Regions from separate parts of the Mus musculus genome. Here regions 1, 2, 4, 5 and 6 are each linked to region 3. A link is a contact called in public Hi-C and HiChIP or PLAC-seq data. All regions are on one chromosome and are shown on one strand. The core of a region is the stretch at or near the end of the contact, and the rest is flanking DNA. Distances in the headings are between cores, read along the strand shown.

Region 1 (4,089 bases), core at 42-2,541, 200 kb after region 3:
TGTGTGTGTGTGTGTGTGTGTGTGTGCTTCATCTGACTATGATCAATTTAAAACTAAAGTTTAATAACAGAAGAAATATCAGGTATTCAGGCCATGCCGATAATCTGAGCACTAAAGTAACTCTGTGAATCTAAGTTTCCATAGCAAGTTTCAGGCCAACTAGAGCTACAGAGCGAGAATTCATGGTGCAGGGGGTGGCAAGAAAACAAGACATCTATATAATAGCAAACAATAGATTTGACGAATATATATCACCATTGTTAGAGGAAAATGATATGAACACCTCGAATTATCCTTCATAACTAACTAAAGTCTATCTTTCCCAACTCTCCTGCGTTCTCCCACGTTCTGTTCCTTAGAATAGTGTTATTATACTTCAAAAGCCTCTATTCTCTCACCCTGTTCTCCTTGTCTACTTTTAACTATAGGTAGTCCCTCATTGGCCTCTGGGTTCACAAAAAATGTGACACTCCCTTGAATTCATCCACAGATGAATCACTTCAAAATACTCGAGTCTCTGTCCTCTTACTGAAAGCCATTCAACAGTTAGACGACGTGCCATGCCAGAAAGAACCGACTTTCCAATGACAGAAACAAAATCTCAGTTTTGTGTCCAATGCACAGCCGAAACCATCCAAGTTCCCTTGACCCACATAGTCCACCCCCAGAGAGAAGAGAACCCCCCCAACCCCAGCACACTAGAACTTCTCAGGACTCGTCCACCCGAATGCACATTTCTGCCAAGCTCAGTGTTGTTGTGTGGTGTGCTTTGGCCGACTGAGCTCCCACAACTCAGAATGCAAATAGTGGGTGCTCACGCATAAGAACCCCGAGGAAATACCTGGACCCCGACCTTACCTATTTTTGAAGCCTCCGCTTTCAAATTGAAATCCCAGTTCCTTGGCAGCTTGAGAGACATTTTGCTTCCGAGGTGGGTGAGTAGCTGGTCAAGTGGCTCACAGTGTGTCACAGGCTGTGCCCTTCTTGTTTCTCTGATCTTCACTTCGGTTCCTCTGCCTTCTCTGCCTGTTGCTTGCTTTGCAGGCACTCTTACGCTCCAGACCGATCTGCCCACGTGTCTCCTCCTTTCTCTCTCATGAACCGTCCATCCATCTGTCACTCGGGGATGGCACCCAAACTCCCCAAGTCCCACCCACAGTCCCCCAGGGGCTGGCACCCTGCTTTGCGTTCAGATTTACCAGAAATGTCCCAGTTGACACTGCCTCTTGGGAAGCAGAGCCCTGCTGGGCAGAATCTCAGGCCTTACTGAAGTGAAGTTGTGATAAACAACTGCTTTTTTTTTTCTTAACTGTCTGCTTCCTTGCGTTTTGAGGAAGTGGCTGGCTGTTCAGTGTTGTAGCGTTATGAGCACACTGTCTTCAGAAGATGTTATTTAGAAATCTTTGTAAAGCTAGTGCATGTTTGTGTTATAAGACTGTGGTTTTAATTAAATGGAAAGAGACTCCCAAGGCTCTCGCCATGTGCCTGGACTCCTGTGTTCGCCTCCTTGACTCCAGATTTTGGCGGCTAAAAGAGGCCAGGCAGGCAGCCAGCATTCTGCCCAAGAATGGGCAGCATCTTTAAAAATTCCTGCCGTGAAAGGACCACATAGTTCACACCTGCTTGGGTAGAAGGTTTCCAGCAGGTACTTTGATTCCAGCCAGGCAGAGCCACACAAAGGGTCACTGCTTCTCCCCCCTTGTGTATGCTGTGGCGTTTACAACCAGACCACCATGTGTAAAAAAATTCAGTTTTCCTCCCCTTTTAACAGACTCTTCCTGGGCCTCCACGACTTCTTCAGAGAAACAGGATCCTTAACAACTGTGGGGTAAGGAGTCGTTGCAGAAGCTGGTGGGACAGACTCTTGACACACAGCCAATACCCCACAAGCACTTATTTGACCTTCATTCTATCTAGCCCAGTCTGTGGCAGACTTTTACATCTTCAAATAGGTCACCTTGAGCTAGCGGTTGAGCTGATAGGTCCTCGAACCAGACTGCTGTGTTCAAATTCTCAGGCCGGTTGACTTTGGATGTGGCTCTTGAACCATTATTTTCTGTTTTGATTCCCTCATCTGTAAGTGTAGCACTTAACAGACTGATTTTGCAGGGCTGCTATGAGGTTTCTGCAGGCTCCAAGCCTTCCATGTAATCACCAAGCACACCGCACATGCCTGGGGCCTGGGCCATCTACCTCAGTTCTCCTGGATAACTGCTTTTCAACACCTCCCACGGGCTATGGACAGGTGACCCACCTTCCCGTTACCTGCTGCATGGACCACCTCACCTCTCCCCAGCTCAGCTCCATCTCCTCTTTCTATTTTCTCTTGGATCTTTCCAATCAATATTAGCACTACAATGTTTTTCATATCAAAAAAAATCTCTCTTGACACTACTTCCTCCTTTGGCTATAGACTATTTCTGAGAATTTTTTTTTTAAATTAAGGACTGTTGGACTTACTGTGATCGCTCCTCTTTTTCCTTCCTGGATTTCTCCCATTGAGGCTTTTGCCCCCAGGACCCCATAGAGTGGCTTCTCAAGACACCAACAGCTTTCCTGTCACTGAACCAGGTCTCCATCCTCACCTCTCAGCCTTATCAGCAATGGACAGAGGTGGCCGCTGCCAATTTGTAGAACTCTGTGAACCAGACTGGTTTTCTGCCTCTTTTCCTGGTACTCTATGTCCGGTTTCTCTCTTTATCCTTTCTCTCACTGTAAGTTGGGCTTACAGTGGGTGTAAAGATACATCTTTATCATCTTGATGATCATGGCTGCCCTAAGACTTTAGTTACACCACATAGATAATGGCCCACATATATAATGTATGGATGTTTCCAGACTAGACCACTTTTGAGTTCCAAGTTATGTACATCGTTGCTTTCATCTCTAAGAGGCATCACAGACTAATGTGAACACCTGGGGCCTGAGTGTGCTGACCCAGGGCGTGTCCTTCTCACTGAGAACTAAAGGACCACATGAACAATAAATATATCCCAAGCCTCTGTGCTCATCTTCTCTGCTTATGTTTCATTGGCCAACATGAGTCACATGAGCAAGCACACCAACACAGAGACAGGAAGTACACACAGCAATGAGAGAAAAGGGACTGCCTAGCTTACCCAGCTGCCACCCGGTGCCACAGGGGTGCTGGATTCCTTAACTTTGGCTCAGGCTCTTGGGGACTTTGGAGTCTGTGATCTACAGTACTTCCTGCCTGGCCCAGCACACTGTTCCCTATCTGATAGCCCCCCTGAGCACCATCCTAGTAGCAGCTCCATGTGGAGCTTCAGTCCTGGACCTTTAAGTTAGGAATTCTGACGACATTCTGAAGGTGGCATTTAGAGACACATAGGGAACTTCCTGGACTCTTTGGGGGTGAGTTCCTGTGAGTCTCGGAAAAACATATGACCCGAGGGGAAGTTGGTGTGCACACTCAGAAAGTCAGTCAGCAAACTCAGCAGCAGCTATGGCAAGGCTGCTCGAAGCCGCCCACAGAGTCTGGTGCTGGCTATCAGATCCTGAGTGGGGGTCAGTGGGAGTCAACGTTACTCCTGAGGGGGAGTAGAAACTTGCTGTGGCTACTTCGGCACATCTCTGACCTTTAGAAGATGAAGAACTGGATGTCTGATAGTAAAGACTGAGTTAACATCAGCATTAAGGAAAGAAAACATCCATGTGTTTGCTTATTTATCCTGACCATTTATTAAGACGTCAACGTTTTGCTGGAGGAAAGTTCATGAGCGAGCAACTTGATTTCAATCTCTCTCCTTCCTTTCTCTCTTCTCACCTCCCAGATGCAACCAATAGGAAGGAGGAGCCCAATTCAGTGACCGGCTAAATATAACAGGATATGTGCTGAGGAAGAATGGGAGCTGTGAGAGTCCCTGTGGGAGGGGCATGAGTGGGACCGGAGAGAGAGGGAAGGTGTCCTGAAGCAGCGGCTGCCACACTCTGACTTGACAAATGTGTCAGAGAGATGGAAAGATTTCAAAAAGGACCGGCTGTGGTGCTTCGCGCTGAGGCTGAGGTGGGCAGAGTTTAAGAGCAGCCTGTACATCAAGAGTCAGAGACTGTCACAAAAGAAAGGAA
Region 2 (4,187 bases), core at 537-3,036, 250 kb before region 3:
CCTAGTGTGCTTCTTGAAAAGGTAATTTTTCTTCAAAGGTGATTTTTCATTAGTGTATTTTCTTGACATTTTTTGTTAGAAATGGTGGCTGCAACCATGTGGTCTATTCCTGGGTCCTCTGTTCTGTGGTTCTCCATGTTGGGCTCTGTCAGAGCCATGTGTTGGTGACTACCACTGACTGCGTCGTGCAGTCAGAGATGGAGAGTTGTGACAAATGCGTCTGCATTACTCTTCCGGCTTCAGATGGCTTGGAGAGCTGGAGTCTTTTGTGCTTTTCCTGTTTTGCTAGAGCAGTGGTTCTCAACCTTCCTAACACTGCGACCCTTTAATATACAGTTCCTTGAATGATGGTGACTACAACATTATTTTTGTCGCTACATCATAATTGTAATTTTGCTACTGTTAAGAATCGTAATGTAAGTATCTGTGTTTTTCAGGGTCCTAGGTGACCCCTGTAAAAGGGTCATTTGGCACACTCACAGGTTGAGAACCACTGTGTGAGTGCGTCTGGATTCCATAGCAGTGAACAGAGCTGTCTAAGGCCCATCGACTCTAGAGTTATTTACAGCTGTGAGCTTGCCTCCCGGGTACCTAGAGCAGTCTGCCTTTCCTGCCTTTCCCATACACTTCACTGCCGGGCTGCCTGTATGTTTTGAAGGTCAGAGACTCACCTCCACCCCACCCTCAGCGCGTTGACTATGATTGTTCTCTGTACTCAGGCCCAGAGTTGTGCAGTTTTTACATTTAATTACTTTATTTTATGGGTAGAGGTGTTTTGCCTGCATGTCTATCTGTGTATCATGCGCATGCAAGAACCTGTAGAGGTGAGAAGAGAACATTAGATTCCCTGGAACTGGAGTCATAGATAGTCAAGAGCTCCCATGTGGGTGCTGGGAATTGAACCTGGGTCCCCTGAAAGGTCATCCAGTGCTCTTAGCTGATAGGCTATTTCTGCAGCCCTGGTTAGTTCAGTTATAAGAAGTAGGTTTCTTTCTAAGATGGTGTCTGGCCACTGCCCCCTGAGACATAGAGAATGACAGATTGGAACCCCATTGCTGCTGGAGGAATCACTGTCTGCAGACCAGTGCCTGGTTGAGGCTTTGAGGGCTGTAGTTTGTCCTGTAGGTAGGGCTTTCTTATCCCCTCCTCAGGGTGAAACTTGTGCTTCCTTTCTCCCAGTCATGGGGCTGGAGCTGTGTTCTGTTTGGTTACTTTTTTGCCTGGTGGCTCTTCTGATTCTTTGTGTTTTGAAGAGTGATTCATATTCTCATTCTCTCTCTCTCTCTCCCTCTTCTTCTCTCCCCTCTCCCCCTCTCTCTTTCTCTCTTTGTTTTTGTTTTGTGTTTGGTTTTGTTGTTGATTTTTGAGACTGTCTGTGTTGTAGCCCAGGGTGAGTTTTAACTGGGTATGTAGGGAGGAGGACTTTGAACTCTTGATCCTCCTGCCTCTACCTTCTGAGTACTTGGATCACAGGTGTTCTCCACTCTGCCCAATTTTATGCAGTTATGAGGACTGAGCCCAAGGTTACTTGCGCATACTAGTTGAGCACTCTACCAGTGGAGATACATTGCTGGCTCCTTGAGGCTCCCTCCCTCCCTCCCTCTTTCCCTCCATGTTTTCCTTCTTCCCTTCCTTCCTTTCTTTTTAAATCCGACTCCTCCCTGACTGTGTTACAGAAGGTGTCTTCTGGCCCACCATCCCCTGAAAAGTCCAAATGAAGGCTTTTGATCTTAGTTTCTATATGCTTGATTTGTAAGAGAGTGGGCAGTGGTTGAAGTTCTCATCTTGAAGCTGTACTTTGTAGCTGCAGAGTTAATAAGATCTTTCTGATTTTGCTTCCATGTGTTAAGGGAATTTCATACTGATATCACAGAAGAAAAGAAAACTGGCCGTTTTGTTGTTTGCTTATCTGTGAGGTGCACTGCTCATTTTTCAAGACTGCTCTGATCTCTGCCCTAACAGACTTGATTAAGGAAGTGCTGAGCATGGATGATGAAATCCAGAAGCTGGCGACGGAGCTTTACCACCAGAAGTCGGTCCTGATAATGGGGCGGGGCTACCATTATGCTACATGCCTTGAAGGGGCTCTGGTACGTTGTTTCACTTACAGTTGATTTCACTCTAGTGACTTAGGGAGGGACAAGGAACATTTACTGTTATGTATCCCATAATGCTAGGGATTTAACACAGAGAGCCAGGTAATCACTATATCACTGAGCCTTGCCATTCAAGTGAGTGAGTGTGTGGTGTGTGTATGTGTTTGTGTGCGCGCAGGCGCAGGAGCAGGAGGTGGTATACACAGCGCATGTGTGGAAATCAGTGAACAACTTAAACAGGAGTCAGTTTTCTCCTTCCACTGTTTGAATCCTGAGCATTGAACTTGGATAGTCAGGCTTGGTGGTGTGCGTTGGTTGTGTGCATCTTACCTGTGGAAGCATCCTACTAACTCCCCACGTGTTTGTAGACTGCGTAAATTGAATTGTGTGTGTTTGCTGTGGTTTATTTACCTGAGAATGAGCCATAGGACTCAACTCAAAAGTGAAGGCCCAGAAGAATGTCTCCATGATAACTTGGGCTTAGCAATTCAAGATACGTGCAACAGACCAAGGTTCATTAGATAAGAAATTGAAATGAAAATAAGGCAAGTAGATGAATGTTTGCAGAGCAGCGGGCTCTGCGTTTGGTAGGCTGAAGCCTTAAGAATCTTCTTACAGATTCAACCCAGACCAGTAGGCCTCTACTACATCTTGGGAGACCTAACCATCTCAGATGCTTTGTGCAGTGTTTTCTTTTTTCTTTTTTCTTTTTTTTTTTTTCTGAGACAGGGTTTCTCTGTGTAGTCCTGGCTGTCCTGGAACTCTGTAGACCAGGCTGACCTCGAACTCAGAAATCCACCTGCCTCTGCCTCCCGAGTGCTGGGATTAAAGGCGTGCACCACCACGCCCGGCTCAATGTTTTCTTAAAAGTGGAATTCTGAAAAGTGAGCTAAAGACTTCTCTGTTTTTTCATACTAGAAAATCAAGGAGATTACTTATATGCATTCGGAAGGCATCCTTGCTGGTGAGCTCAAGCACGGCCCTCTGGCCTTGGTGGACAAGTTGATGCCTGTCATCATGATCATCATGCGAGACCACACTTATGCCAAGTGCCAGAACGCTCTTCAGCAGGTGGTTGCACGGCAGGTAGGCCAAGTGCTGTGAGTGCCCTGGAGATCTCGGTGTGGTGACTAAGGCGCAGGTGGATTTTGTACTTGCATGATAGAGCAGGCGCAGTACATTACAAACACGCTCACTTGTCAACTCCTTTGCTTTGCTCTCTATGTATAATTTGATGATACCCAGTCATCATTTCTCTCATAATAGAAGAACTAAACCAAAACGAGGCCATCATCTCCAAATTCCTTCTTCCGACAGTTAACATAATGCTCTTTCTTTTTACCTTAACACTGTTAAGAACTTAACTTTTTTTTTTTTAAAGATTTATTTATTATTATATGTAAGTACACTGTAGCTGTCTTCAGACACTTCAGAAAAGGGAGTCAGGTCTTGTTACAGATGGTTGTGAGCCACCATGTGGTTGCTGGGATTTGAACTCTGGACCTTCGGAAGAGCAGTCGGGTGCTCTTACCCACTGAGCCATCTCACCAGCCCCCAAGAACTTAACTTAAAAAAAAAAACAAAAAAACCCAATGTTTGGTTTACACTAATATCATGGATGCTGTGGCTGACACCCTCCCCCCATCAGCTGGTTTATATTTTAATTCCAGAAGATATTTCTCCCTAAGCACAGTGTACTAGAAATAAACTTGAACTTCAAAGGAAGCAGACCTGTATTCAAGTATTAAACTTGGCATTTCTTTCTTGTGGAAATTTTTTAAGAAATCTACCGAGTCCACAAAATCGGTCTGTGCTTCTGTCTAAATGAGCAGTCAGACCACATGTGTGTGTCAGGCAGTGGAGCCATGCCCACCTCTTGTTGCTCAGCATCTGCTTCCTGGTGACTGTGTTGTGTATCGTTTTCTTCCCAGGGGCGTCCAGTCGTGATCTGTGATAAGGAGGATACTGAGACCATTAAGAATACAAAAAGGACAATCAAGGTGCCCCACTCAGTGGACTGCTTGCAGGGCATTCTCAGTGTGATTCCCCTGCAGCTGCTGGCTTTCCACCTGGCTGTGCTGAGAGGCTACG
Region 3 (3,761 bases), core at 555-3,054:
TCCTTGCGTAGCCTAGGAGCCCAGAATCACCTTGACCTCCTCCCAACTGCAGGGCTTCCAGGCATGCACCACCTCCATCACAGTGAGTTTATGGGGTTTGTGGTGCTAGGGCTTATACGTTCTATAGCATCCTGCTGACTGAGGCACAGATCCAGCCCCCAAGTCCCCTTAGAGGGGCACAATGGGGAGCACCTTTGCCTCCAGACACAGTCCCAGAGGCTCCCCAACGCAGGGGCTCCAGTTCCCACCTGCTAAAGGCACAAAAGATTTTCCATTTCTTAGCCCAGCCCTGAATTTTCAGTATCCACCTTCTCGTAAATCTGTAAGAAAGAGACCTCGCTTTTTAATCCAAAGTACCTGGAGCTCAAAACAGCCTCTACGGAAAAAAATCAAGCCCCAGCAGCAACTGTGAAGCACATTTGGTGTCCAGCGGCCAGCTTATTTTTCAGGACTCTTGTTCCAAGTCCCAAATACTTTCCAGTCTGTGAAATTCACCTCCCTACCACTGTAGCTGCAAGCGCCTCTCCTGGCACTGGCACAGATCTAAGGAGCCCGGATCTTGAGGCACTTTTTATTGTTGTAGCCGCTTTTCAGCAGAGCGCATGAAGCTTACTTGAGTAACTGTGGCTTTGGCAAACCCTGTGGGGATCTGGAAAGTGTCGAACTGGACTTAACTCAGTTCTTCCTTAAGCAAAGTTCCTTTTAGTAAGGAGTAATCTTGCTGGTTTCCCTGGCAGCCCATCAGTCAAAAACCATCAGCCCAAATTGATCTACACCTCAGTTCTGAAGGCAAGGGGTGCTGGAGACATTTGCCAGCATTTGAAAGCATTTTTAGTTAACACCAATCAGGCGGAAGAGTGGCCTTGTGGCTGGCTTCTGTCTATAGGGTAGGGGGCAGAAATGGTGCTTAGAGCCCTTAAGCGGATGGTGAAGTCTGCACAAAAACTAGTTGGAACCCCAGAGGTGGAGAATCCGTGCCTTGGACTTCCACAAGTGCCCCGGGTCAACAGGCATCATGCCATGGAGAACAAAGACTGCATTTTTACATTTTGTAAAAAGAGGTGGCTAATTTTGAAGAATACCCACGTCTCCAACTTTGGAAGTGTCTGCAAATTCTACTTCTGGTTGCAATTCCTTCTCCCAAGATTGGAAAGCAATAAGACAAATAGAGCCAACTGCATCCTCCCTGGACTCGCAAGCTCCGGGCCAGAGACAGCAAAGAAAGCAGGCTAAGCATTTCAGACGCCCCGCAGTTGAGGACCGGCGGCCAGCTGTGGTGCGCCCTAGGGACCGCCCGCCCCAGAGCAGCATCCTCCAGGCACTTACTTGTCCAGGATGAAGTAGAGGTCGAATCCTCCGTAGCAAGCTGGTCCCCCATCCTCGCGGCGGCCCCCGTGTCCGGCGCACACGAGCACGAGTGCAGCCACGCAGAGTCCCCGCAGGCCCGCACCCAGGCGCCCCGCGCGGTCCATGCTGCAGCCGGAGCGCTGGCCTCGCTGGCGTCCGTGTGACATCAGGGGCGCGCCATACGCGGCCTGGGCTCCGGTCAGGTCCCCCGGCTCTCAGCAAACGCCCGGAAGCAATTGTTCAGAGAAGTTCAAGGATTTCGCTTTGGTTTCCGCTGGTTCTGAGCCCGGGTTTCGAGTTTCAGGGACCCAGGGCGTTCTGCTGTGTGGAGCTGCCGGGATAGGGCCACCAGGCCGCTCCCAGGCTGCGCTTGAAGCTTTGCAGTCGAAGCAGTTCCGTCCCGATGGCTCTTTGTCCTAGATTTTAAGTATGATGGGGTGGGTTTTCAAATTGTTCTTGGTTGGGGCAGTGCGGTGTCTTTGCTCCCTCCCTCCCTTCTTTTTTTTTTTTTTTTTTTTTTTTTTTTTTTTGGAAAAAGTCTAAAGAGTGCCATCTTGTGGCCAAGGGCGGCGAAAATGTTGGGGTCCCCTAGACCTTGGCTGGGGCGGAATTGGGTGGGGACTTTTGGCAGGGGATAAATCTTAAGAGTTTTCAGGTGAGGTGCACGCCTTTAATTAATCCTTCCTTTTCGTCTCCTTTCTTAACTTTTCCACGGCCAGGTCTTCATCCTCTCTAACCATCCCCCAACCCCCATGCCTTCTTTCTGTTTTGCTCTTCTGTATCTGCGGATACAGTCCCTGTAAACATTTGATGAAAACTCATTTCCTTCGAGCAGGGTGACTCCAACTCCAGGCCAGGACTTTGCAAACAGGAGCCTTTGTGCAAATGAAGCACAAGGCTTGATCTTACATAGTTTTACTGCAGATCACAAAGGGCTCTGGTTAAAATCTGCACAGACAATGCCACCGAATGTAGTTGTTGAGGTTTGGAACAGCCAAGGCATCTAGATTGTCCGCATCTCCACGTTTTAGGGAGTCTTGTGGTAACACCAACCCTGGTGACTTGTTTGAGGATTAACTGTTCACTGCTAATTCTCCAGTGCCTGCTAAGCCTTCAGGTGACTGCAGCCTCTGACACCCAAGCAGGCACCTGACCTGGCCCTCCTCTGACTCCCAACCTTGGAAAGCAGGCAGCAGTGTTTGCCTGTGCTCTGAGCTGCTGGCTTGGGGGTGGTTTGTTACTCAATCACAGGTAACTAATACATGCCTGTTATTAATTTAAACACTGGAGAATTTCTGTAGGAAGAAAGTTGATTTAACAGTTTTCCAGGCATGCTTGTTCATAAAATTGTCTTCAGGTAACACCTACTAGCACCCACATTTTTGAAGTTGCTGTTTGCAGGAAAAAAAAAATAATTAGGAGAAGTAAAAATACTCAAACTGACTACAGTTGCTTTTTCTATAATTTTTTTACTGCCTCAAACAAGGAAAACCCATCTTGGCCCCACTAAGCTCTGTGATAAGAAAGAGGAGGGGATCTCTACAGAAGCCAGCTGGACCAATGAAGGCTGGAAAACTAGGGGGTGAGGGGCACTGGTCCAGGACAAGGAGGAACTTGGGGACAGTGTAATAAAGGAAGTGATCTGAGCCTGGAGGATAGGGTTTACATGTCCCTACAGGGAAGCAAGGGACAGGAGAAGCTAGCAGTTCAGAACATCTCATTCTCATGTCCTGGGTGTCCTCTGAGCTCTTTAAGAGTTTGGGTGGCAGAGAAATGCCTTGAGAATATTATGGGGTGGGATTGGGGGTGGTCTAGAAGGTCTGCCTGGGAGAGAGCAAAAGGTCGCTGATAGAGCTCCCTAAGGCCAAAACCCACCATTGCATAGAACAGGTAGAGGCTTAGGTTCCAGAATGGGCAATTTCATTCAAAATGTTTACAGAGAAGTGAGGATTGTAGAAGAGTGTGCCCCCCTCCCCCCACACACACCTTAGGATAAATGTGGCCCTAGAGAGGGCAGAGAAGTAGCTGGAGTCATTCGGGTATTGGAGTGTACTAGCTACCATGCCTCTCTGTCAAGATTATGCAGAGGCCTTTTGATCCAAGAGGATCATCTCCAGCTTGCTGCTGCTGCTCCATTCTCTTCTTCCTTCCCTTCTTCTCCTCTGCCTCTTCCTCCTTCTCCTCCTCCTTTTCTTCTTCCTCCTCTTCCTTCTCCTTCTCTTCCTCCTCATCCTCTTCTTCTCGATCCTCCTCCCCCAGCTACACAAGTAAAAGCTAGGGTGTGAAAGGGTCTCAACAGTCCACGTATTGTGGGCATCAGGAGAATAAGCCCTGGGAAACCTCCATTTACCATTTGACATTAACAAATTGTCAGTTTTACAGTGAGAGGAGGAAGTGATTCAATCCTGTGCTGT
Region 4 (3,995 bases), core at 1,218-3,717, 150 kb before region 3:
AGGCCGTCTTACCAGCAGTGTGCACTCAAGCAAATCCTCTATCCCTTGGTGCCTGGTTTTCTGGTTGTAAGTGGTGTGTGTGTGTGTGTGTGTAGGGTGTGTAAGTGAGGTGGTAGTATGTGCGAGTGTGTGTTGGGGTGTGTGTGTATTGGGGTGTGTGTATGGGTGGTTGTGTTTGTGTGTATATTTGTTGGGGTATGTGTGTGTGTAGGGTGTATAAGTGAGGTGGTAGTATGTGCGAGTGTGTGTTGGGGTGTGTGTATGGGTGGTTGTGTTTGTGTGTATATTTGTTGGGGTGTGTGTGTGTGTAGGGTGTATAAGTATGTACAAGTGTGTGTTGGTGTGTGTGTGTGTGTTGGTGTGTATGGGTGGTTGTGTTTGTGTGTATATTTGTTGGGGTATGTGTGTGCGTGTGTGTGTGTGTGTATTGGGGGAATTCTACTTTTCAAGGTTGTTCTTGGAACCCAACCTGACCTGTGTGAAGTGCTTTGCCCAGGTGAGCTGCTGTCTCTAGCTTTTCTGGACAAGGCAAGACCACCTTACTCCATTTTCTCTGCAGCGTCCTGAATTCTGACTGTCTCTCAGGTGAGCCCTCCATTTGTGGCACAAGCAATGTGGGTAACTGCCTTTGCCTCCTCCTGAGCCTGCATCAGGCAGCTTCCAAGGTGGGAGTTGAAGGAAGCATTAGGGAAGAGAGTGGTCACAACTGGCTAAGGACAAACGTTAGCTCCGGGGCCAGTGGAATGACTCAGCTGGCCATGCAAACTGGTGACTTGAGTTTGAGCCCGAGAACCGACAAAAAGGAGGAGGGAGAGAATCGGCCACAGAGCTGTCCTGACCTCCACACATAAGCTGTAGCATGTGTCCCTCTCCCTATTGTGCTTGCCCTCACACTCAATAATATATTTTAACAGTTAAGTGAAAACCAAAGCCAAAACCCTTTACGGTCAGCTAAGTTCCTAACAAATCTTCTCAGAGCCCAGAAACCTGTCACTTAAAGCTTTCCTCTTGTTCCCTAAGGCCGTGTGTGTGTGTGTGTGTGTGTGTGTGTGTGTGTGTGTGTGTGTGTGCAGGGGCACTGTCCCTGTCACATTAGGGTATCCATCAGGCACAGCCCGCATACAACATGTACTTTAGACTCTGGTCTTCCTTCATTCCCCAGGCAAAATGCCAGCTGCTTCTGTGAAGCTATGACGAAGATTCCACCACAAACCCCAGCGTCCCAGCCAGGGTGTGTTAGCTGGCATTTAAAAATAGCTTCTTCCATATGAAGTTGACACAGCTTGACTATAAAATGGGAGATTTACCAGCGCCAGGCTCCCACACCGTACCTCTCTCTGCTTCAGGCCATAACTTAAGTGCACGGAGAGAGGTGAAGGTTTATGCGGCTTCACCTGTATAATGGTGAGGCCTAGCGGATCGCCACACAAAGCACCCTCGAGCACGGCTGTGTCTCTTTTCCCATTTGGGGGCTCTTTGGGACTATCTATCCTAGCTCGTGGATTCAGCTCTGAGATGGAAACTTGAAGATAGCTCCATTTATAGCACTGTTCTGGACAGAAAGCTGGAAATCCATGGTAGTTTAATCCACAACCCCGTTGCTCACAGTCTGCCATTTGCAGGGAGCAGCCTGTCTATATTTCAAGCCAGGTCCTGGCTTGGCCCTTTAGCTGCCATTTCTCTCACTCCCTGACATGTGCAGAAGCTACTGGGAAAAGGGATGGGTAATTTCTCCGAAGTCTGCAATCAGTCCTAGTTTTAATCCAGCTGGTGGCCATGTATTTGGGCATGACTTAACTTGTCTGCAATGGCCAGTTCTGTTTAATGAGAAGCATGGGGTGCTGTAAATCGGGGAAGCAAAAACCAAGCAGAGGAAAACGAAACTAAATACCAGGGGAAATTCCCCCATCATGAGCCTGGAGCGAGGATGGGGGGGAGTGTGGTTGTTGCGGTCAGTGTCCTAATATAGCATGGGGTACGATGGATGCAGGGACAGGAGGAGGAGCCCACTGTAATCCTTTCCCCTCAGCTCCTGCTGGACTGCTTATCAAGCGCGCCCACCTGCTTCTCAGCTCTCGGGAAAGAAGGAAGGTGGTGGGTACCCATTGCACTATGTATCTGATTCCAGCCACTTTTGCTGGAGAGCTCGACATGGTCCCGGGTTCTGCTGACTGTTTAGGTGTGGGGTTCTCCCTGTTCACAGTGGGACGGGAAGGTGGACACAGCACAGACTGACCATTTTCAGGAGCCGCCTGTCCTCACCGACTGTCTGCACTTCTTTGCATACTGTCTCTGTACCACTAGCTTCCCATGGATCATGGGGAACTAGGACCTGAGAGTGAGGTGAGGGTGAATGGTGGCATTTGTCCTTTCTGTCCCCTTTCAACTTCCCTGGCTCCCTGTGGTGACTGTATTCCTAATCAGGCGGCCTCACCCAGGGGCCTCTCAGCCTAGCTCACCATTTGTTAATCTTATCATTTGTAGTGTCCCTCCTGAGTTAGTGCAGAACTGTGACAGACACCAAGAGAGGGTGCTGTGGGGGACTTAGGTCTACATACACCTTTTAGAAGGGGCCAAAGAACAAAGACTAGAGGCCTCTGTAGGAGGCAAAACTAAGGAGGGTATGTAAAAACATATATAACCAGTTAAGAATGTCAAAGCCACAGTCTCTGCGAACTCATATGTGTGCCAGACACAACAGGGCTGATAGCCATGAACTCACAGAACTTGTGACAGCATACCAGGACCTGCACAAGTCTAAGGCAGATAACATCCCATCATGGAGAAGGGGCAGTGGGCTAAGTCCCTAAACAAGGGGCTATTTGTAACTGATACATGTCGGGAGAGGGGAAGCCAGAAAATGTCTCCAATGGAGTACCTCAGGATCTGTCAGTCACACTCCAAGGCAGGCCAAGGTCCAGGAGTAGTTAGCCAGCACAAAACACACTGCACGATTATTGGTGTGTTTTTGTTTTGTTTGGGTAATTTTTTTGTCTTGTTGTTTGTTCTTATTGAGAGAGAGAGAGAGAGAGAGAGAGAGAGAAGTTGGGTAGAGGAAAGAGAAAGAATTATGACCAAAATATATCTTATAACATTAAAAAGTAAAACAAACGTCAGAGTCATCTTTTGTCCCTGGGTCATGAGGAAACAGCTGGTGAGGTCGATGAAGGATGCTAATCTCTGCCCCTTACCACAGCTCCTCTTATTGCTATTACCTGGTGGCAACTGGGGGGGCCTCTGAGCCTAGCTCACTTTCTGTTAGCCTCACCATTTGCAGTGTGCCTCCTGTGTGGGTGCAGAACTGTGATCAACACCAAGAGAGGGTGCCGTGTGAGACTTAGTATTTTATGAGGTCCCTTTAATGCCCACAGGCCTCTTAAGTAGAAAAGGCTCAGCATGAAATGTGGGTTTTAAACACATGAGAGCTGGACTGCTGCTGGTGGAACATCTGCTCTTTCTCGGGATTTCTCAGGTCCTTTCTGCACTTCTGCCCCCACTTCATGAACCATGTCATCAAATGGCCTCTTCCTGGACAGAGCGTGCCATTGTGTGGTCTAACAGGTTTGGGGCTTGGAATGGTTTCTGGACCACGCTTCACGCTTCAGCTCTTCAGTGGGAGCTGGCGGTGTCTTTGCTCTGTGCCAGGCTCCGTGCTGTTTAGTGGGGCTTCAAAGGATAATTGGTGCCCGCAAGGGGTGAAATCCAGTGAGAAGGCTCATAAACCTGAGATAATCTTAACTGTGATCCGCCCATCTCCTACCTAGCTATGGGCATGTGAGCGCTGGCATTAGCTGTTCTACCAGGTAAGAGGACCTTGCAAGCTTGCTTATGACCTCAACCAGAGTCGTGACCAGGTGAGAGAGACACCAGTCTCACGGGCTTCCTCCATGTGTCCTGCGAGGTGACTCCAACTCACTTAACATCAAAGCGCTGGGTGGTAAAAATGTCACATCAGGGTCAACGTGAACTGTAACGTGGGTTTCCTTGCTGAGGTT
Region 5 (3,993 bases), core at 207-2,706, 170 kb before region 3:
GGTCTTCTGCAAGAACAGCAAGTGCTCTTAACCACTGAGCCACCTCTCCAGCCCCTTGACATTTCCCTTCTGGTAGGTAATGGGATGCCAGCTAGGTTCCGTGGACTAGCTTTCCTCCTAGGAGGCTACAGAGAGCCGAAGACGTCCTTCTAGTCATGACAAGGGCTCCTGGTCCAACATCATTTACGTTCTGAATGGACAGAGAATCAATGACAGGATTGTCAGGACCTGGTAAGGATCAAGTTCCTGCCATCAAAGGCTGCTGGGGAGAGGCGCCTGCCATGGCCAGCCAGGCGGCTGTGCTGTTGGGGCTTCCTATGAGTTGAGCACATGCAATAGGAGTGTGTTTGTGTTTATGCATACAGTCTCTGAACCACAGCATGAGCAGACCTGAGAAAGGCTTTCTGGTGTCAAAACAGAGTGGCTATTAAGGCTCCTGGCTTGTTATAACTGGCCTGCGGCCCTCCAGTCTTTGGCACAATTTATTACACTGCCCCTGCCTTGAGGGGTAACACATGAGTTACGAGGCCAGATGCTGCGGATGCCTTTCACCTCTGGAGCTGGCTTCCTGGCTGTTGGGGCTTTATTCTCAGTATGACTTCAGACTCCTGCTTGAAGTTGGTCAAGGTTAGAGCAGGGAGTGGCACTCTTTCTGGGTCAGACCCAGATCATCCAGCCAGAGGTAGATACATAAGGAAAAAGCAACCCGCCAAACCCACCCAGGTCACTGCCTACGCAGGAGAGCTAAGTTCTCCAGAGTTCTCTCTGACGGTCTGAAGCCATGGCACACTGGATTGGTTGTTTTCAGAGGACAGCCAGTGGCATCTCCCTTCTGACACATCTTTAACACGAGACTATGAAAGAATCCCCAACCTCCATCGTTTTGAAAATGAAAAAATAAAAGAATTCCCAGGCAACCCCTCACTCAAGAACAAAACAAAAGAACCAAACTGGCTCTAGAAATCGGCCCAGTCTCTTTCTAAAGCCCACCGTAGCTGAAGGGCCTGGGGTGGCGTTTCTTCACCTTTCACACAGGGCTGTCTTTACCATGGTGGGTTTATAATGTTCTGTGGAGCAGCCTCCATTCTGACGCTATCTCAGGGAATATTCAACTACCCCGGTGAGTTCCCTTAGGGCCAGTAGTTGCTGGGAAGCCTCTGCCCATGAGACACCCTGTGTGCATTTAGCAAGTCGTGTTCCTCCAGGAGCCAGCAGTGGCTGGCCTCTGAGACCTGTATCTGACCTGGGTCTGCAGATTCAGAGCCCTGGAGACAGACGACCTCTCAGCATTTCTTTTATATGAATCCAGGCTGTCTAAGGGAGAGTCTTTTCTGCATGTATCCCAGGATCTAGAAAAGTAACCCAACTGTGTACCCGTAAATGTCCCCCTCCCACGTGGGACTCTGCCCATGACTGCTCTGCCTTCCCCCACCCCACAGGAGTGGATGCATGAGGTCACTTCCTTACAGTAACAGCCATGCAAATATGCACCAGACACCACGCACAGAACCATGTCGAATCCTTAGCTCTCTGCCATGAGCTCATCTCTCAGGATCAGAGAGGTAATTAGGTAATGGCTTGAAGGGAGGAGACTGGCTTGATTTCCAAGTCTGCTCTCGAGTCTCCCGGAGCTCCAACGGTTGCCAATGCAGCAATAATTACACGGACTGGAACTGTCTACGGGACAGTGGCCCATCCCTCTGATAAAACCTAGAGGGACAGAGATGGAGAGGCCATATCTGTGACCTGGACACTACCCAGCAGCCAGGGCAGGAGGTCCTGAAACCTCAAGCAGTTTTGGTGGGAACTGCTGACTGAAGTCCTTGGCAAAAGCCTAGACACATTATTAAACAGATGGCTTCTAAGTCCCAAAGACAGGAAGCAGTGGTCACCTCCGTGCAAAAGTTTGCAGAGAGCAAACTGTGCCAAACCTCTTTTTTTTTTTTTTCTTTTCTTTTTTCCCTTCAAATCTTACTGGATTCCCAGACTGGCCGACAGATGTAGTTTTATCTGTGCCTCAGCAAATCACTTCTCCCTGAAAGGAAGAACAATGGCGGGGTTGTACAGTTAGCTGCAGTTTGCATGGCTCTGAGGACTTCAAGCAACTGCAGTGCTGGCTGATGTGCGCATGTGCTGGCTGAGCACTGGGGAAATGGTTGTTCATGGCCTTAAATCCATAGTACTTATTGGTCCTATGAAAGGGCTCTTTCTCTGATTCCTCAAATGTGTGGGATAGAATAGATGGCCTTTGGGAAGTGGAGGGAATAGTCAACTCTGATCAAAGGAGACTTCCATCTACTGCTTGCTCATTTTCTCCGAGCTCTGGACATCTCTTGATCATGGTGATGGTTGAAGCTGCTCAGGGTCTATCCTCGCAGTGTCTGGACACACTATTTAATGAACATCCAGGAACCCTGTGGGAAAACTGACTGTCTATATTTGTTGGCCTATGTGTTTTCATGTGTATATATGAATATGTGCGTGTTTGTATGTATATACTATGTATGTATATGCGTTGGTATATATTTGCATAGAAAAAATGTATATTCATGTGCTTGTATGCATGTAATTATCTGTATGTGTGTGTGTTCTTATTCACTTAGAACCAGTTGAACATCATTTATCTGTTTTTCTTACTGGCAGCTTGGTAAAGATTCATTTAAGTGAGCATCTTTCTCTTTGACTCAGATCTGTTTGAAAACCCAGGATCTATTTATTGATTCTTTCCAGTTCTAAAAATCAACTGATTCCTAACAGTCGTGTGCGAGAATGAAGTGTTAACAGGAAGCTCTTTCAACATGTTGGCCTCACCTTTCTCTTTATGTTTCTTGCCAATCTCTCAGAGTGCCCCCTCCCTTGCCCACTGTCTCCCTTCTCAGACCTTGCAGGCTGTTGATGCCAGCCTTCTTGGCCCTTTCTTGTGCCCAGGGCGGTGGCTGATGGCTGCCTTGTCCTGGGTGGAGAGATCTGCATTGTCAAGGAACACTCATGTAGCAGAGAGGAGCCATGATTGGCACTTTTAAACAATGTGGCCAAGTGAAGGTTTGGAGGAAGGACAGGAGAGATGCTATGGTGTCAGGGATTCTGCCTACACTTGGGCTGGAGATGTGGCTCAGTGGAGAGTGCTTGCTTAGCATGCACAAAGCCTGAGGTCCAAGCTCCAGCACCTCATAAAATAGATGTAGTGGCGCGTGCCTGTAACCCCAACACTGGAGATGGGGATGGGGATCAGAAGGCCATCCTGGCTGTGTGCACACTGCAGCCCCTTGCCTAGACTCATTATTTTATTCACAATCATTTTTTAAAGGACTTACTGTGGCCAGCACTCTACCAGAGGTGCAGCAAATGTTGAATAAGAATCATTTTGGAGGCTGAGAACTGAGCTCAGTGATAGAGTGCTTGCCTAGCAAGGACTTGGTTCTCAGCTCTTGGAGGCAGGGGTGGGATTCGTTTCGGTTCCTATGTCTAATCCTTGAAGACATGGAGGTTGCCCTAGTTACTGTTAATTCACAATTCCAGTGTCTATGCAGGGAGCACCTACTACATGCTGGTGGAATGTGGGATGAATAGGTTACAGATGAGCCCCCACGAAGCTTATATTTAAATGTGAATAACTAAAATCTGAGATGGGTGTCATGAATGTTGAAGTGGACATTTTGTCTAGGCTCCAGGATGTAAGAGGCACTAAAGGGATGCCGAACCAAGCAGCTGGCAACTGGCCCCATGATGCTTGCCCTCCCTAGAGAGGCTGTCAGAGTGCATGGGTGGGGGGGGGGGGTCTGCAGAGACATCGATGCCCGGCTGTGCGGCTACAGTGATCCTTCATTCAGGGGTACTGATAAGATCTCCATGGGTCTCACCTCAACTAGAGGGACAGCCCCTATCCAATGTCTCAGAGAACTTGGAAATGAATCCCCTAAAAGGGTGGACATAGATTTCTTCTGTCTGACGGGGCAGGGTCAAGGTAGATTAGAGTGACAGCTGTGGGCCCAT
Region 6 (3,741 bases), core at 702-3,201, 190 kb before region 3:
ACTGTAGAGAGTGTGGAGACAGGGGGTTGGTAGTGTGGGACTGTGCTCTGCCAGGGGCAGGGCTCTTGCTTTGTTTTGTCCCTAACATACTCTTGCTGGGAAACCTGGGGCAAGTTACCACCTCTGAAGCCGTCACCACCTTCATCTTCTGCACTGGCTAGATGTGTCTGGGGGTCCTTCAGCCCCGAGCTCTGATTCCATCAGATCTGGGTGGCTGTGGAACCCTTTGCCTGCAGTTTAATTGGATTCTTTTGGTCGGCCAGTTTGCACATCTTTTTATGTTGCTTAGTTTGGCTGGCTCTGATCCCTTGCAATGCATATCTTCCAGCTGCTCCTCAGGTCTCGGAAACCCTAGTAAACCGGGAAATTGCAGCATTGGAAGCTTCACCTTTTGTTTTTAGGTTCCCAGGTGAGGATTCAAGCTGGCCCCTGAGTTTCTGAGTTTGAGCCTGTGGGATGCTGGGGAGATGTGAGAAGAGCTTTGGGGTGATTGTGTGCGAAGAATGTGCCAGGGGTGAGCTCATGAGTGCTGAGTGTTAGGAAACATCTGGGTATCAGGCATGCTCAGCAGAGACGGAGCTGGCCTTTGGAGATGGTTAAACATATGCCATGGCCCCACGAATTAAACCAAATAGTTTCCTATGAACAGAGGTCATTCAAGGAAATTGGATTTCACAGAGAGAATACTAAAGCAATCACGGAAAGAGTGTAACATACAAGCCAAGTTCTCTCTACAAATACCTTTTCCTCTGACCTAGTTTTCCCATGCGCTGTCTTGTTAGGAGGGCTGTAGGTATTTCTCAAGTTACAATAGGATTAATCTTCCAAAGTTTGTTTGGAGTTGGCTGTTTGGGATGGTGGTTAGGAAAATTGATCTTGGAAAGAATGTCTGGTTCTCAGGCTAGACCATAAAACTCTTTGGCTCACTGCTGTCTGCTGCTGTAACTGATGAAGTTGGCACACTAGTGCTGCATTAGGACATGGACTTCAGAGCAGCATCTTCCCATGCATGCCTTTTTCCACTCTGAGTCACTGCGTCCTTTCTGAAGCAGTTGCATTGTCTGTCAATCACTAGGGGCCTCAGCCAGTACTGGGCAAGCATCAGGGCCTTGCCCTCCAGAAGATACAGTCTAGAGGGAGACAGAATTAATGACTCAGAACAGCTGGACCCTAGTGGACCCTAGTGATCTGTGATGGTGCCATCATTGACTGGACCAGAGCCAGGCATCTAACCTGAGCTGGGTCAGTAGCATTCCCTCTCCTGAGAATCAGAATGTCCAAGTAGGGGTAGGCGGGCAGGCAGAACCAACCCTGGAAGTGAAAACTGGGGTGGGAGGCACCATCTTCTGTGTGTCGGAGAGAAGCAGAAGAGGACATTTAAATCCCTGAGATTCTCCCCCCTTCTCACTACTGCACATCTAAAACAAAAGTCAAGTAGTTCAAAGGTTCCCTGGCCCTGCCTTTCCATTAACATTACAGGTTTACATATAAAACGCCCATACATATGTATACACACACATATATAGCAGTATATAAAGTATATATGTAGTAAGTGCACACACACATTCAGTGTTCTTTCTGCTTTTGACTTTCAGTGTCTCCCTCCTACAGGATACTCAAGCTCTTAACTCAAGCTGTTGGCCGGCTCCTGGGAATCTCTTTGGCCTACCTCACTTTCTTTTCTGTCTTTGAACCCTACACTTTAATGTCGATCCATCATTTCAAAAGAAGACACCACGCTCTGGCTTTTCTTGTGACAGCACTCACATTCTAGGCCCAGTTCCATGACAGAGATAAACAGGTACTGTGTGAGCCCAGGGCAAGAGAAAGCGTGCTGTCGGGGTGAACAGCAGGCGTTCATCCAGCCCCCTTCCCTCCAACCTCAGGCTCGGCTTGTCTGTAATACATTTCCTCTCCTAGCCTGCTCTTTATGTGCTGTCCGGGAAAAGGATCCAAGGTCAACTCTCTTGATTATTTAATTCATTCTGCTGACACACAAGCTGGCGTGCTCTCTGTAATCGTGTCTTTTGATGCCAAAACCAGGGGTAAGATGAAAGCGTGGAGGAAATATTTGGAAGCACGAGGGAGCCGGAGAAGCGAAGGGAAGGGTGGAAACAAAATGGCCTATCTTTAGTGGGACACACGCTTTGTCAGTAATTATTACTGAGATATGATTTATTTAATATACGGCTCCCTTTCATCTGATTGCAAAGTTCTGTATTTGTTGAAAACTAGGAAAATACGTGAAGTGAAAGAGGAAAAAGAGGAGGGGAGAAGAAACACAGGTAACAGGACTCAAATACCTCTGTGCTTTTCTGTTTTAGAAATCACAGACACCCATGCAGTGCATGGATTTACAACAGTCAAATCAGGCTGTATAAAAATTAAATAACATGCCATGGGTACCCCTCCCTTTATTCTGCCTCTTGTATCCAGGACCTTGTACTTGCTTGGCAAAGGCTCTGCCATTGAACCCTGCCTGGCTCTTCACGTCCCTGCTATTTTTCTTGTTTTACTATTTGAAACTTTCATAGCTGTCTACTATAAACTCTATCTGCCCCCTATTCCCTTCCTCCACACCTCTCCGTCCCTCTTCATAATGGCTCTCCTTTCTTGCTTTAGGTGCCTCTGTCATCCACTCAGTCCCATTAGAGCTGCCCATATGCATATGGCTATGGGTTATCCACGGGTACAAGGGCAATGGTCACCTCTAAAAAGGAGCGAGTCTCCCTTCCTTTGAATCCCATAGCTCCACAGCTGTGGGTGTGGCTCTGGAGCCCCACCCCCATGCTAGGATTTTTAACTGACCATCTGTAGATCCCAAACTTCCTTCATGTTTTTAACCTTCACAGAAACATGAGATGTAGTTAAGTTCTTTACTGTGAGGCAGTAGGAATCCAGCTCTCTCTGCTATAAATAATAGGACTGCTTCCATTTGCCCACTGGTCATTCAAGGCAGAGTCACTGAGTTAGTTAATGCAGTGTAACACAGTGATCGATCATATTGTCAACTTTTCTTCTAGAAAAATGGATAACAACTTGTAGTCGCAATACTATTTTATGATGACTTCAATCACAGTTACACGTTGGGAAGGTTTCCAGTGTAATGGTCTGAGGGAGTGGAGTCCTTTCTATGGTGGTTGTTTTATTACATGCGAGGTTAGGTTTCTGTCCACACCCTTAGTTCCTGGCCTGTTCACAAGCTCTGCTCACTTCTCTACTGGGTTGTTCCCTTAAAAATTTGTTTAATAACCCACTGGGTCCAGTATATTTTTTTTAATAAGCCACTGAGTCCAGTTGATGGTGCCCACATGTACATGGGCATAGAACTAGCCACTGGAGCCTGGTTACCCTAGCAAAGCTGACGACAAGGACTCTTCCCCCAGTGGAGCCACCTACACCAGCAGTGCCAAGCTGGGGTGTAGGCTGAGGTCCCCTTTCCACCTGTGCTAGGACACTGGCCGGCCTGATCACATGCAGGCAACCACAGCTGCTGGGAGTTCATGAAAAGTATCTTCAAGTCTCAGTTTGCTGAGTCCAAAAATTTAAAAACTGATTTTTAATATAAAACAAGAGAATCATATTTTTAGTCACATTAAATAATTTTCTATTCAGTTGATAATTTTAAAAAGTAATGTGTAGCCGGGTGGTGGTGGCACACGCCTTTAATTCCAGCACTTGGGAGGCAGAGGCAGGCGGATTTCTGAGTTCGAGGCCAGCCTGGTCTACAGAGTGAGTTCC

Evidence for each region. Hi-C and Micro-C count contacts between places; a contact is called where the count stands out from the background. HiChIP or PLAC-seq counts read pairs in DNA pulled down with a chosen protein or histone mark.
Region 1: a Hi-C map of cortical neurons shows a contact between it and region 3, with 1.7 times the contacts expected there. The contact joins the promoter of Arhgap25 here to the promoter of Antxr1 in region 3. A contact is called at or near these places in 8 of 39 promoter capture datasets (the 3T3-L1 cell line, cranial neural crest, embryonic stem cells and 3 more), 9 of 484 Hi-C or Micro-C datasets (the HPC-7 cell line, the N1E-115 cell line, adipose-derived mesenchymal stem cells and 4 more) and 2 of 9 other capture datasets (embryonic stem cells and pancreatic islet).
Region 2: a contact with region 3 is called in an H3K4me3 HiChIP or PLAC-seq map of bone marrow-derived macrophages, with 4 times the contacts expected there. The contact joins the enhancer-like site here to the promoter of Antxr1 in region 3. A contact is called at or near these places in 31 of 39 promoter capture datasets (the 3T3-L1 cell line, 3T3-L1-derived adipocytes, the C10 cell line and 18 more), 1 of 15 datasets of contacts at CTCF or cohesin (CD8 T cells), 89 of 484 Hi-C or Micro-C datasets (the 3T3-L1 cell line, 3T3-L1-derived adipocytes, the AML12 cell line and 68 more), 18 of 115 datasets of contacts at active chromatin or transcription factors (CD8 T cells, PVALB interneurons, bone marrow-derived dendritic cells and 14 more) and 5 of 9 other capture datasets (adipose tissue, embryonic stem cells, liver and 2 more).
Region 4: a contact with region 3 is called in a Hi-C map of cerebral cortex, with 4 times the contacts expected there. The contact joins the enhancer-like site here to the promoter of Antxr1 in region 3. A contact is called at or near these places in 8 of 39 promoter capture datasets (the 3T3-L1 cell line, 3T3-L1-derived adipocytes, the HPC-7 cell line and 6 more), 15 of 484 Hi-C or Micro-C datasets (the C2C12 cell line, the MC3T3-E1 cell line, MC3T3-E1-derived osteoblasts and 9 more), 5 of 115 datasets of contacts at active chromatin or transcription factors (craniofacial prominence, embryonic limb bud, fibro-adipogenic progenitors and 2 more) and 2 of 9 other capture datasets (adipose tissue and macrophages).
Region 5: a contact with region 3 is called in a Hi-C map of the N1E-115 cell line, with 2.7 times the contacts expected there. The contact joins the enhancer-like site here to the promoter of Antxr1 in region 3. A contact is called at or near these places in 13 of 39 promoter capture datasets (the 3T3-L1 cell line, 3T3-L1-derived adipocytes, the HPC-7 cell line and 10 more), 4 of 484 Hi-C or Micro-C datasets (the N1E-115 cell line, bone marrow-derived macrophages, muscle stem cells and 1 more), 10 of 115 datasets of contacts at active chromatin or transcription factors (DN3 thymocytes, T-cell acute lymphoblastic leukemia, bone marrow-derived macrophages and 7 more) and 4 of 9 other capture datasets (adipose tissue, liver, macrophages and 1 more).
Region 6: a Hi-C map of uterus shows a contact between it and region 3, with 3 times the contacts expected there. The contact joins the enhancer-like site here to the promoter of Antxr1 in region 3. A contact is called at or near these places in 9 of 39 promoter capture datasets (the HPC-7 cell line, cranial neural crest, embryonic stem cells and 5 more), 6 of 484 Hi-C or Micro-C datasets (the N1E-115 cell line, bone marrow-derived macrophages, cortical neurons and 3 more), 12 of 115 datasets of contacts at active chromatin or transcription factors (DN3 thymocytes, T-cell acute lymphoblastic leukemia, bone marrow-derived macrophages and 9 more) and 4 of 9 other capture datasets (adipose tissue, liver, macrophages and 1 more).

Annotation. Positions count from the first base shown.
Region 1 is chr6:87,531,968-87,536,056 of GRCm38.p6, forward strand. It overlaps Arhgap25 (Rho GTPase activating protein 25), which reads right to left and starts at 1,292. Exons shown (of 11, transcript NM_001037727.2): 1 at 859-1,292. The coding sequence starts at 919.
Region 2 is chr6:87,083,290-87,087,476 of GRCm38.p6, forward strand. Gfpt1 (glutamine fructose-6-phosphate transaminase 1) reads left to right here. Exons shown (of 19, transcript NM_013528.3): 16 at 1,963-2,090; 17 at 3,015-3,182; 18 at 4,028-4,187. Among named protein-coding and RNA genes, the nearest start is that of D6Ertd527e, 19 kb to the right of the region's middle. Within about 2 kb of position 1,787, at least 13 of the 459 cell types and tissues checked have an H3K27ac peak or open chromatin away from gene starts, as enhancers often do. A contact at or near this core is called in the G1E-ER4 cell line, bone marrow-derived macrophages and granulocyte-monocyte progenitors, where this site is marked.
Region 3 is chr6:87,333,971-87,337,731 of GRCm38.p6, forward strand. Antxr1 (anthrax toxin receptor 1) reads right to left here and starts at 1,805. Exons shown (of 18, transcript NM_054041.2): 1 at 1,327-1,805. The coding sequence starts at 1,472.
Region 4 is chr6:87,182,169-87,186,163 of GRCm38.p6, forward strand. All of the region lies in intron 16 of Antxr1 (anthrax toxin receptor 1), which reads right to left. Among named protein-coding and RNA genes, the nearest start is that of Gm38851, 39 kb to the right of the region's middle. Within about 2 kb of position 2,468, at least 106 of the 459 cell types and tissues checked have an H3K27ac peak or open chromatin away from gene starts, as enhancers often do. A contact at or near this core is called in the C2C12 cell line, cancer-associated fibroblasts, cerebral cortex and 5 more, where this site is marked.
Region 5 is chr6:87,160,000-87,163,992 of GRCm38.p6, forward strand. The region is part of intron 17 of Antxr1 (anthrax toxin receptor 1); the gene reads right to left. Among named protein-coding and RNA genes, the nearest start is that of D6Ertd527e, 57 kb to the left of the region's middle. Within about 2 kb of position 1,457, at least 51 of the 459 cell types and tissues checked have an H3K27ac peak or open chromatin away from gene starts, as enhancers often do. A contact at or near this core is called in the N1E-115 cell line, embryonic limb bud and muscle stem cells, where this site is marked.
Region 6 is chr6:87,141,885-87,145,625 of GRCm38.p6, forward strand. All of the region lies in intron 17 of Antxr1 (anthrax toxin receptor 1), which reads right to left. Among named protein-coding and RNA genes, the nearest start is that of D6Ertd527e, 39 kb to the left of the region's middle. Within about 2 kb of position 1,952, at least 18 of the 459 cell types and tissues checked have an H3K27ac peak or open chromatin away from gene starts, as enhancers often do. A contact at or near this core is called in muscle stem cells and uterus, where this site is marked.